2 separate regions of the Sminthopsis crassicaudata genome follow, and region 2 is linked to region 1. The links are chromatin contacts, called in public Hi-C maps. All regions are on one chromosome and are shown on one strand. The core of a region is the stretch at or near the end of the contact, and the rest is flanking DNA. Distances in the headings are between cores, read along the strand shown.

Region 1 (5,872 bases), core at 160-2,659:
AAATCACAGATTCTTCATCTAAGAAAGCAAATGTGCAGGAAACTGTTCTGGAACAACTTTTGTGCTTATCCCAGTAAATCAAGACATCCTCAAAAGGTGGCGATAAACTAAATAAGGTCTTCCATTCATTCATCAAACACTTAGTAATATAGAAGCTACCCCATGGTTGGCCACATGGTCATAAAGAATGAGAAAGAGACATATATCGACTTCTATAAGTCGATATAAAATTCCAAGAGTTTTATACGGAGAAAACCAATAAAGGGTGAGACAACCCAGGCAGACACGGGGCATATTCATTTGCTTGGTCCTTCAGTAGGATGCCTTTCTGACCCAAAATAGGGGAGGACTGAGTTTAAAATCCCAGTCTACCACCTATCTCAGCCCATCCGAGTCAATATCTTTCTAATGAAATTAACTGCTACCTGCTTAGCATTAATTGTTTAATCAATTAAATCATTAAGAGTAGGGATGCTTTCCTTCTTTGTCTTGGTACCTACTACCTGGAGGAAACTAGGTGCTTAATAATTGGATTGATTGAAAAACTGTAATTAAGGACCTGCTATCCCCACCCCCACCCGCACTGGTGCAAAGTACTGGAATGGGAAGCTCAGCCCACCAACAAGCACTTAGTAAGTTTTGCCTTTTCTTTGTCCCAAACCTTACTTGGTCATTGTTGAGGTCCTGAGGTGAGTAATTGTTTTGGCCCCTCTCAAGTGGCGTTTTTGTTTTTTGACGAGGTAAAAAGAGGCTATTCTCTGCCTCAGTTTCTCACTCAGCCTAAACTGAGGCGACATCTTTCAGGGGTCAAGGCCGCGTAGGAATCGAGGCTCGGTCCCTTTATTTGCAGCTTTCCCCCGTCCCGCGGGGGTGACTGGGGCTACACAGCGCTCAGCACTCGGTAAGCACGACGTTTACGTCGGGGGATCGCCGCTGGGCCCGGAGCAGGCCGGGGACTGCCCGGCCCTCCCTCCCTGCCTCCAGTTTGCGTGGGAAGGCATCGCCCCCGGACGTCACAGGGTCCTTTGAAGGGGGGTAAACAACAACAATCTGCCGCACTTTAGCACGGAGCCTGGCAGGGCGGAAGCTTTATTGATTGACACCGTGTGGCAAGCTCTACGGGGCATCTAGGGCTGGCGGTGATGCCTAAGAGGGCAAAAACGATCCATGACCATGGGGGGAGGGGCACGTCAAAGCGAGGCTGTGTCTGCCCGCGGGGAGCCAAGTCTGCAGACCCTCGGCAAAGGCGAAGGCCCAGCGCGTGCGCGGGTGCGGGGCTCCCTCCCGGACCCCCAGCCACAGGAGCAGGCCACCGCAGCTCGGGGATCAGAGCTAAGCGAGCGCACGGCCGGCATCCGGAGGCGGCCCCGGCGTGCGCGCGCGCGTCGGAGGCTGGGCTGCTCCGTGACGTAAAGCCGAAGCCCTGCCCCCTCCCCCCGGCCGGCCCCGCGGCCTACGGCTCGGTGTAGAACCCGGATTCCGGAGCCGTGGGGGAGCGAGGAGGAGGAGGAGGAGGATCCGCGATGGAAGTGTGAGTGGGCAGCCCGCGCGCGGGGGATGAGAAGGGAAGGCCCTGGCTGGCGTGTGTCCGTGTGTATGTCTGTGCGTGCGCGTAGGTGCACACGTGCTTTGTGCGTGCGTGCGCGTGCATTTCTGGACTTGCAGGCGCGTGCGTTTGTAGGAGTTTAAGCTCCTACTATGTGCCCCGCACTAAGTGCTTGGGAGACCGAGTAAGGCCAAAGATTGGCCCTGGGGCGGGGTGCGTCCGTGTTTTCGTTCCCGCGTGGGCCGCGGTGGTGAGGGTGGGAGTAGGGCGCGTGACCATCTGGGAAAGGCCATGCGTGTTAGCGATTCTGCTTCCTCTCTCCCCGGGCCCCCGGCCCACCTTCGCGCCCCGACCCCCCTCACCTCGGACATTGGACTCCAGACAATGGCCACTGGCCCTTTTATCAGCATTTTTATATAATCCTCAGAGGTGGGGGTGGGGCCCCGGAATGGCTGTTGACCTGCCCGGCGTCATGCCTTCGGGTTTTGCTGACTTTGTCTCCTGCACGAGGACTCGGGCTCCCTGTGGCCTCTGACCTTGACCTGACACTCCCCTGTTGATTTTCAGTTTCCTCATCCTAAAATCCATCAATCAGCTAGCACTAGTTAATGGACCCAGCGTCAGAGGGCGGATGAAGACCCAAACTTCCTCGTGGAGGGATGATATTTTTAAATAAATTTTTTAATTGGGCAAAATCTGCCTTCTTTCCTCTGCTCTGGTGGAGAAAAGAACAAAACAAAGCCTTTATACCAAACTTTCTCATGCTGGGAACGTGTATTAAATATGTCCGGCTCAGCCTGCCTCTGGAGTTTAGGAAGTGGGGAGCACGTCCCCCGGAGACTCCCCTGAATTTCAGGGAATTGATTTCCGTCTGTGCTCAGTGTGTGCCGAGAGCTGCTGAACCTTTAGAACTGGCCGATATTGCCATGAAATGATTCAGTTAATTTCACTGTGTTAATTACTGCTCCTTTTTGGAACCACGCCCTGCTTCATTTAGTTCATCACCTTCATATATACTCGTTCAACCACCCATCGTTTCAGGTTCCAGCTCTTGCCACCACAAAATTAGCTGCTATAAATCGTTTTGTACACATGGGCCTTCTTCCTCTTTCTTTGATCTCTTTCCTTTCCTCTTTCTTTCTTTCTTTCTTTCTTTCTTTCTTTCTTTCTTTCTTTCTTTCTTTCTTTCTTTCTTTCTTTCTTTCTTTCTTTCTTTCTTTCTTTCTTTCTTTCTTTCTTTCTTTCTTTCTTTCTTTATTATAAAAGCTTTTTATTTACAAAATACATGCAAAAATAGTTTTCAACATTCACCCTTTGCAAAACTTTGTGTTCCATATTTTTCTCCCTTCTCTTCATCCTTTCCCCTAGACAACATATAATCCAATATATACTATGCATGGGTAATTTTTTACAACATTATCCCTTGCACTTACTTCTATTCAGATTTTTTCCCTTCCTCCCCCAACCCCCTCCCCCAGATGGCAAGCAGTCTTATATATGTTAAATATATTACAGTATAATTTAGATACAATATATGTGTGTAGAACCGAATTTTTTGTTGCACAGGAAGAATTGGATTCAGAAGGTAAAAATAACAGTTTACATTCATTTCCCAGTGTTCCTTTTCTGGATGTAGCTGGTTCTGTCCATCATTAATCAATTGGAATTGGATTAGTTCTTCTCTATGTTGAAGAAATCCACTTCCATCAGAATACATCCTCGTACAGTATCATTGTTGAAGTGTATAATGATCTTCTGGTTCTGCTCGTTTCACTCAGCATCAGTTGATGTAAGTCTCTCCAAGCCTCTCTGTATTTCTCCTGTTGGTCATTTCTTATAGAACAATAATATTCCATAACATTCATATACCATAATTTACCCAACCATTCTCCAGTTGATGGACATCCATTCATCTTCCAGCTTCTAGCCACTATGAAAAGGGCTGCCACAAACATTTTGGCACATACAGGACCCTTTCCCTTCTCTAGTAGTTCCTTGGGGTATAAGCCCAGTAGTAGTATGGCTGGGTCAAAGGGTATGCACATTTTGATAACCTTTTGGGCATAATTCCAGATTGCTCTCCAGAATGGTTGGATTCTTTCACAACTCCACCAACAATGCATCAGTGTCCCAGTTTTCCCACAGCCCCTCCAACATTCATCGTTATTTGTTCCTGTCATCTTAGCCAATCTGACAGGTGTGTAATGATACCTCAGAGTTGTCTTAATTTGCATTTCTCTGATCAATAGTGATTTGGAACACTCTTTCATATGAGTGGAAATAGTTTTAATTTCATCATCTGAAAATTGTCTGTTCATATCCTTTGACAATATATACTAAACATGTGCAATTCTATACATATTTCCATATTTATCATGCTGCACAAGAAAAATCCGATGTCTTTGATTTCTTTGACTAGAGCTAGTAATAGTTTCTTTGGGTTAAAGGGTATGGACAATTTAACAACTTTTTGGGCATCACTCCAAACTGCTTTCCAGAAAGGCTGAATAATTCACTGTGGTATTGATAATGTATTAATGTACCTGTTCTTTCTCAGCCCCTTCTGCATTTCTCATTTTCTCCTCCTCCTCCTCCTCCTCCTCCTCCTCCTCCTCCTCCTCCTCCTCCTCCTCCTCCTCCTCCTCCTCCTCCTCCTCCTCCTCCTCCTCCTCCTCCTCCTCCTTCTCTTCTTCTTTTACTTCTTCCCCATCCTTTGTCCATTGGATGAGTATTGTCCATTTGTTGTTGTATGAACCATATTGTCCATATTAATACTGGAATGGTTTGCCATTTCCATCTCCAGTGGATTAAGGCCAACAGAAATTGTTTTAATTTGATTTCTGTAATGATTGGTGATTTAGAGCTTTTTTTTCCTCTCCATATATATTGGATTTCTTCCTCTGAAAATATTCAGTCAATTTCCTTTTATTTCTCTTTATCAATTTAGGCATGGCTTCTGTTCTTGGAACTTTGAGATTGAGTTCTCTTTATACCTTAGAAATGAGACTTTTTTTCAGAGAAACATACTGCAAAGGTTCCTCCCTCCCTCCCATTTACTTGCTTCTCTTCTAATTTTACCTACTTTGGTTTTGTTTGTACAAAGACTTTAAAATTGTTTTAACAGAATTTTTCTGTCTTGGTCTCTAAATTATGAATTGCTGGAGTTGAACAAAGCAGGGTCTAGGGGCAAGTTTTAGAAATCCAGTAGAGGTTCAATGAAATACAATTTGCAAACCAGGAAGGTGGATTACAGTATAATCATTTTCAGGGCTTTAGATGTTTCCTCTGACAAGCCCATGAATGCAGGACAATAGTTCTTTTTCTTTCTTTCTTTCTTTCTTTCTTTCTTTCTTTCTTTCTTTCTTTCTTTCTTTCTTTCTTTCTTTCTTTCTTTCTTTCTTTCTTTCTTTCTTTCTTTCTTTCCTTCCTTCCTTCCTTCCTTCCTTCCTTCCTTCCTTCCTTCCTTTTTTCCTTCCTTCCTTCCTTCCTTCCTTCCTTCCTTCCTTCCTTCCTTCCTTCCTTCCTTCCTTCCTTCCTTCCTTCCTTCCTTCCTTCCTTCCTTCCTTCCTTCCTTCCTTCCTTCCTTCCTTCCTTCCTTTCTTTCTTTCTTTCTTTCTTTCTTTTTTTAAATAAATCTTTCTCTTTTTTTTCTAATTAAAACTTTTTAGGGGGCTGCTAGGTGGTGCAATGGATAGAGCACCAGCCCTGAATTCAGGAGGACCTGAGTTCAAATGTGATCCCAGACACTTAACATTTCCTACCTGTATGACCCTGGGCAAGTCACTTAACCCCAATTATCTCAGCAAAAAAGGAGTAATTAAAGCTTTTTATATTTAAAATATATACATGGATCATTTTCAACATTCATCCTTACAGAATAGGCAAGGAGTTTGGTATAGACTTGGGTAGTCATGCAAAGCATTTCCATATTCACCATGTTGTGGAAAAGTATGCTCCAATCTGCATTTGGACTCCATCAGTTCTCTCTCGAGGTAGACAGCATTTTTCACCATGAGTCCTTTGCAGTTGTCTTAGATCATTGTATTGCTGAGAAGAGCTAAGTTATTCACAGTTGATCATCGTACACTATTGCTGTTACTGTGTATGATGTAGAATGTATATTTTAAAATTTAATATTAAAATGGCAGGAATGTATTTTTCCCTTTCATTGGAAAAAAATAACAATTTAAAAAACCATGCAATAAATAGGTAAAGTCATGCAAAACAAATTCCCCATATTGATTCTGTCCCAAAAATGTGTATCTCAGTCTGCGGTCTGTGTCCGTCACCTCCGTCAGGAAGTTGGTTGTATGTTTCAATATCTGG
Region 2 (6,633 bases), core at 2,875-5,374, 140 kb before region 1:
CACTACAGGAATGAAAACAAAGGAATCCACCCAATATTCATAGGTTTTTAAAGATCCATTTCTCTTTCTCTGGTGACAAAGCTTCCACTAGCTCTCTCTCCTTTGAACAATTCTGCCCCAAACTTTTAAATAAACTTTTAATAAGGAACAAGGACCACCTGGTATCTTCTAAGGCTTTTATCACACCCTTTCCCCCAACCAAAGATAAATCAAGTTCTGATTTCCACACTTACAGATGTCATATCCAGGAGGAAATAACTTTATTTGAATTGCTAGCCACAATGACTCAAGCCACTCTGCTGAGAGCTCACATAACAATCATTCGTTTAGATGAGAACACAAGCATTTGCCTCATTGCAACATTTTATATCATCTCATGTTATCCTCTCCAGTGGGAATACCTTTCTTTTGAAGGTTGTTCTGAAACAAAAGGACATTAGTGATAAATAGACAAAAGAAACAAAGTAGGGATGGTCTCATCTTTCTTTATCATTTCACTACCAATTATGAATTATGTTAAATTAGATTGGTCTTCAGAGTTGATTTTTTTCATTCTTCTTTTTGAAGGTCTCAATTAGGCTAATCCTACAAAAGAAAAAAGATGAATATTACATTTACTAACAACTTCAGAAGTTCTAGCACTATCATAACCCACACAGTTGGCCAGGTGGTGGCAGAGAGCCCAGCAGATCCCAGTTCAAATCTCACTGTGTGCTGTCATAGGCATGTCATCTGATCTGAGCCCCCATTTTCCCTGGCATAATGAGGTTAGTCATACAGCCCCCGTGCCTCAGAAGGCTGCACAGAAGATAAGAGGCTCAGTTTGAGGACCTTAACCACAGGGAACCCATCCTGCCCTCAGCAGTCCCTTCTATTGACAGCTCAGCTTTCCTTGTGCTCGGCAGAAAGGCAGCTCTCACAAAAGCAGTCTGCTATCACTTCTTTTCAGAGCGCTTGCTCTCCTTAGGAGAGGCCCTGGGCTTCCCAGCAGCCCTCCTGACAATGCCTTCAGAACACAAGAAAGGGAGGCCCCAGGGCGCATTGGCGCTTACCATTTGCAAACCTGCACTGCTTCAGCACCTCACTGAAGCCCTCACATAGCTTGAGGTCGCCCTGGTTCTGGGCACACTCCAAGAACTGCTTCATCTCATAGTGGCAGGGGCTGAACTGCTGCTGCTGCTGCTGCTGCTGGTACCCTGGCTGGGCTCCCTGAGGCTCCTGAAAAGACAACACTTAAGATACTGGAGAAAGGCATCTTGAGCAAATACTTTTCAAAGATCACCACCCAAACAATTTTCTTTTTTTTAAATTAGACTAGATGATGGCTAGATTGGAGTTTTATACACTCCTACAAAAGACACAGAGAGACAGAGAGAGGGAGGAACAACTAAGGCCACAAAACACAGAAGAATGAACATATGAGTAAGGGAAAGACTCAAAGGCAAGAAAAGGCTGAAAGCTCTAAGACAATTAGCACTTAAAGATCAATCCAAAAGGAAACTGAGGAAATGATTCAGGACTAACCTCTAAAATCTCCCCTTTTGGGAAGATGAATGAGTTTAATTTCTAATACAGTCTGATACCTCACGATCCTAGGTGCAACATGACCAGAGCCCTCTGATAAATGCCCCTTACTGAATAAGGAAATAAGACAGTCCTGGAGAAGAATGAGGCATGTACATAGCATGTTCTGGACATATTTACCTGGTAGGTGATGTCAGGCCTTGCAGGCTCAGCATTACTCCCACCACTGAAGCCACCAGTAATGGCATGACCAATAGTGTGGCCCACAGCCGAGCCCACTGCTACTCCAGCTGCGGTGGTAGCCATTTGGGCCATCAAACCCGGCTGCCTGGGTGCAGCAGCAGGAGCTGCAACTGCAGATGGTGGGACTGCTGCTGGAGGGTGGGCTGCTGGTGCAGGTGCAGCTCTCATGGGGGGTGCCCGACTGTAAAAAGACAGACAAGATGCTATTACAAAATGACCAAGATAATTAGCAAAGGGAAAGAGTCTTGAACATTTACCATTTGAATAACCTGCATCTTTATTTAAAATATCATCTGTTTTTATTATTGCTATGCAAACCCCAATAACACTGGGGTTTTATGGTGATTTTGTATTAAGTTATGAAAAGAAGAAAGTATAGGGGATATAAAAATGAAAGATATTGACAAAAAACTTTTTAAAAGCATAATCATATTAAACAGTATTTATACCTCTAGTCCCAAACCAGGAATTATATTTGCCTCCATACTAGTAAAAGACCTCAAAAATCTTTCTGGTATAAAAGAAAAATGTTCACAGATCAAGAACTGGGTTCAATTAATGGCTGTCACTGGATTATCCCTCCCCCTTTTTAAAAGATTCTCCGTCCTATGTAGATAGATAGGATAAAGCAATTTGAAGCCTCAATGAAATGAGACACAAAAGCAATCTGGAAGCTTCAGGCAGAAAACAGATCATGCCTCTTAAAACCAACCACAAAAAGCAAGGAGGAGATAAACTCCACTCTCCTCCCTGTGGCAAGCAGGAGACATCCATCATTAGGGTCCTGTATAACACTGGTTGAGTATTTCAAGTCCCATGGGACTGAGGGTGGCCCCAAGACCCAATCAGGCAGTGGATTTCATTTAGGCTCAAAGGACTGGAAGCAGCAAAGTCCTCCAATCTAATGCAATCCCGCGTTTGCAGAGCAGGAAGGCAAGGACCTTCCCCAAATGGGGCAACAGGAGCTGTGGATGCTGGCTCTAGGACCTGATCAAGAATTCAAAACCAAAACTTAAGCTTCTTAATTTAGTTCATTTTCCATGAACTGAGTTTTTTCTTTTGATAACCGCAAGTCAACGTAATTGGTTTCTTTGGTCAACTACTATTATTAAGCACCTATTACGTACCAGCTGCTTTAGAGCTAGAGGTCGGTCTAAGGCGGCAGGGGACGGGGGAGGGAGTGCAAAAGCAGCTGCGGGGGAGACGCAGAGAGGATAAATCCGAAATCATCACCCAGGGAGGCAGTATTTTAGCTGCGGCTCGGAGAAGCTGGAGGGAGGTGGGAGCGAGCTCCAGACACTGACGAGAGAACTGGGGGAGGGGAGTCAGGATGGGCTCAGAGATTTGGGCTTTCTCCCAATAGTGAGAGGAGTCCCTGGAGATCACTGACAAGAGCGCTCGGAGGGGGGAGGGGGAGAAGGGCCAGGAATGATTATTCGGGGTTGCGGGAAAGGGGACTTTACATCCCGGTGTTAACGCCAGAAATCTCATTACAATTTATTTGAAACTAGATTTTTCTTTTTCAATTTTCTTCATCCAGCCTTTGAGTCATTAAGAGTAATCAAGGCCCGAAGCCCAAAAGCTCGGGAGGAAAAGCATGGGCCCGGGGCGGGAGCGGGTGGTAACGGTCGGGACAAGGTCCGAGATCCGCCCTTCTGGGGCCCACCCCTATGCCCCGGACGTTCAAGATCCGGGTCAGTGTGGCCGCGGTCCGATCCTAGTTCGTTCCTCCCAACCTCCCCAGAGCCGGGAGATGAACTGCGCAGCCCGGGCCTCCAAGAAACTGCTGGAAATTTTCTCCCCTCCCCCCCTCGTGAATCACATGGCCCTCGAGGGGAGCTAGAGGCCCGCGAGAAGAGTGGAGGAGGGACGACGAGAACCCAAGGAGCAGCTGCCCCTCCTCCCGCGGCCTTCCCGGCTGCGTCACAGCGCTTCGAGCTCCCGTTCTTCGCCTTCTGGCTTTACCCCGGAGCCACCCCGCCACGGTCTCGTCACCCGGCGTCGCCTCGTCTCTTACCTGGCCGGTGGGGCCACCCGGGAGGTCCGGCTCCTGCTTCCGCGCGGCATATTCGACTCCTAGGGGCAGAGGTCCTGGGGAGAAGTGAGAGGCGAATAGTGGTGGCGGCTCTTTGGGGTGGTTGTCTACAGTCCCCAACCAATCAGGGACCAGCCATCTGCGCGCCCTCGGCCAATCAACGGCCGCCAACCTCCTCGAGCCACCACCAGCCAATCATCGTCTCTCTCGCAAGGCCTTTCCGGCTCGCCCCCCTCTGACCGCATCGTGAAGGTCACTAGAAAGAGGGGCAGAGTCTCGCATAGCGCCCGTTGAACGTCATTTGACGAGCCGTTCGTAAGCCGGAAGTAGGCGTCGTTACCCAGCAACCGCCGTTCGGCTTGATCCCGGAAATGGGTTTACCGATCCTTTCCTTCGAGCGGGGAAAGGTGGGATTGGCCCGCGAGGTTCGGAGTCTGTGCTGGAAGTACTCTGGGAATGTTCTGGGTCTACCCCGGGGTCTTTGACTCTAGGGACAGAGCTGCACCGGCTGTGGGAAAGCTCTTCGTATCCCTCCCCCCACGGTGCGGGTTCGGCAGCCTAACCCTGGTCCCGAAGACCTGTGGCCGGGTCTGTTGTTCCATCCCCTTCCCCCAATAGTTCTAGCTGGACTGGCCCACTTGTAGGAACATTCCGCCAATAAGCAATTTATTAGGCGCCTGCTGTGTGCCTGCCATTATGCTCGGGGCTGATCATATGGGGGGGAAAACAAACCCAGAAACCGATTCCTGCCCTCGAGGGTCAGAGAAGTAATTCTGTCAGTGTAAGGGGACGGCCCAGGACGGCTTTTTCAATAAGGAGACGAGCTGAGTTTCAGAGGTCCCAGGGAAGGGGAAAAGAGGGAGCATTTCTCCAGGACTGTCGGGGGATTGGCGATGATGTTAGAGCAACTGCGAGACGGGAAAGTGAGCATTAACGTGGGGAGGTGAAGGGAGGAACAAATCAGGGAGGCGGAAAGGGGAAAGTGGCAAGAGACGGAGACCGGAACCGGGGGAAGTGGGGGAAAGGTAGAATCGGCCGGATTTGGTCAGTAGCTCCATGTGACAATGGGAGTCGCCAAATGTCGGTGCCCATTATGTGCCAGGTGCCTCGCCAGCTCCGGGGGGGCCCACGTCCCTTCTATCAGGAGAAGACGCGCATCTGCGCGAGCCTATAAATGGAGGGCCGTCCGGAGGAGCCTGGCACTCCAGGCCACCGGGAGCCTCAGAGGTTTGGGGGCTGATGGCGCCCGAGAGGGGGGTTATGGGAAGCCGAGGCAGGGGGCAGCGGCGCAGGAGGCGGCCTCTAGGTGGCGCCAGTGGCTCGCAGGCCGTACGCGGAATCGGGACCCGAAGCCACCTCGGCTCTAACGCTGAGGGACCTTCGTAGCATCCGCCTCGAGGGTAGTTGTGGGAACCGAACCCAGTGTATGTGAAGCGTCCACATGGCTGTTATATAATGAGCATAGAACCAGGTGCAGGGATGCTAAAAGTCAAAGGAAAGTGGTCTGGGGCGGTAGGGAGCCATGGGAGCTAAGGAGGAGGGGAGTGACCGTCAGCTCTGCCCGGGTGTCCTACAGAAGATGGATGGAACGAAGAAGCAGTGGAAGGAGAACAGGGAGGAGACGGCGATGGGAGCCTGAGCGGAGTGGCGGACTCAGCACACATACGGACAAAAACTTTAGTAGCAGCTCTCTTCACGGTAGCCAAAAATGGATATGAGGTTGGGGCCCAGTTATCAGGGAGCCGCCGAACAGATCGGGTATAGAAATGTCTTGTGACGGAGAGAGCGGAGAGAGTCCGCTCGGGACGCGGCGCTGGGAGGCCCGAGCGTGGGATCACAGCACAGGATTTTCTCCTTGTTAGTTGCGTTTTGTTTTCTCATTTTTTCCCCTTTTTGATCTGATTTTTCCTGTGATATTGTAGAAATATGTATAGAGAATTGCACATGTTTAGCATATATTGGATTACTTGCCGCCTGGGGAGGGGGGGGGGAGAAGAGAGGGGAAAATTTGGAACAGAAGGTTTTGCAAGGGTGAATGTTGAAAACCATCTTTGCATGTGGTTTGAAAATCAAAAGCTTTTATTTAAAAAAAAAAGTTATGTGATATTGTAGCATAAGAATGGAGAAATGACAGATTCAGAGGAAACAATGAATGCAATGACCAAAATTTGAACATTTTAAAGAAAAGACACTTCTGAGAGTCTTTAGAAATATGCTCACAATGAGACAATGGAAGTCCAGAGGCCTGAGCATGAATCACGTCCTGCTCCAGGGGTTGACCTCCTTAAAATCCAGAATGAGACTTGGACTTTCGGACATGGCTAGTGGGGGGAGGGGTTACTTTGCTGCTCTCTGAGTTTGTTGGGCGGGTTTAATTCTTTGTTTTTGTTAAAAAATGGAGGGGGACATGCAATGAGAAGAGATCATTTTTTAAAATTAAGTTAGCTACAAGAGATTTTGTGGAGGCAAAAATGGCAAGATTTGGTACCTTGGAATTAGAATGAGAAGTTAAGACACCACACCAAGATTATGGGTTTGGGAGATTAGGAGGAGGATGTTATCTTTAGAAAACAAGTCGAGGAGCTAAGTGACTCAAAGGATAGAGCTCTGCCTGGAGTCAGGAAGACCGAGTTCAAATTCCACCTTCAACAATGAAATTGACAATTTCAACCTAGAAAACAAAGAACTAAACCCTGATTACTAAAGAATTTGGAAAGCTGGGGCAGCTAGGAGCGCAGTGAATAGAACTCCAACCCTAAAGTCAGGAGTCAAATGTGACCTCAAACACTCAACACTTCCTAGCTATGTAACTATCACTTAACCCCAATTGC

The links. Hi-C and Micro-C count contacts between places; a contact is called where the count stands out from the background.
Region 2: a Hi-C map of hippocampus shows a contact between it and region 1, with 2.5 times the contacts expected there. The contact joins the promoter of CHCHD2 here to the promoter of CRCP in region 1. A contact is called at or near these places in 2 of 2 Hi-C or Micro-C datasets (fibroblasts and hippocampus).

What each region holds. Positions count from the first base shown.
Region 1 is chr4:458,147,836-458,153,707 of ASM4859323v1, reverse strand. CRCP (CGRP receptor component) reads left to right here and starts at 1,409. Exons shown (of 6, transcript XM_074263968.1): 1 at 1,409-1,531. The coding sequence starts at 1,524.
Region 2 is chr4:458,286,190-458,292,822 of ASM4859323v1, reverse strand. It overlaps CHCHD2 (coiled-coil-helix-coiled-coil-helix domain containing 2), which reads right to left and starts at 4,124. Exons shown (of 4, transcript XM_074263973.1): 1 at 3,785-4,124; 2 at 1,705-1,948; 3 at 1,053-1,218; 4 at 239-585. The coding sequence starts at 3,834. The coding sequence ends at 575.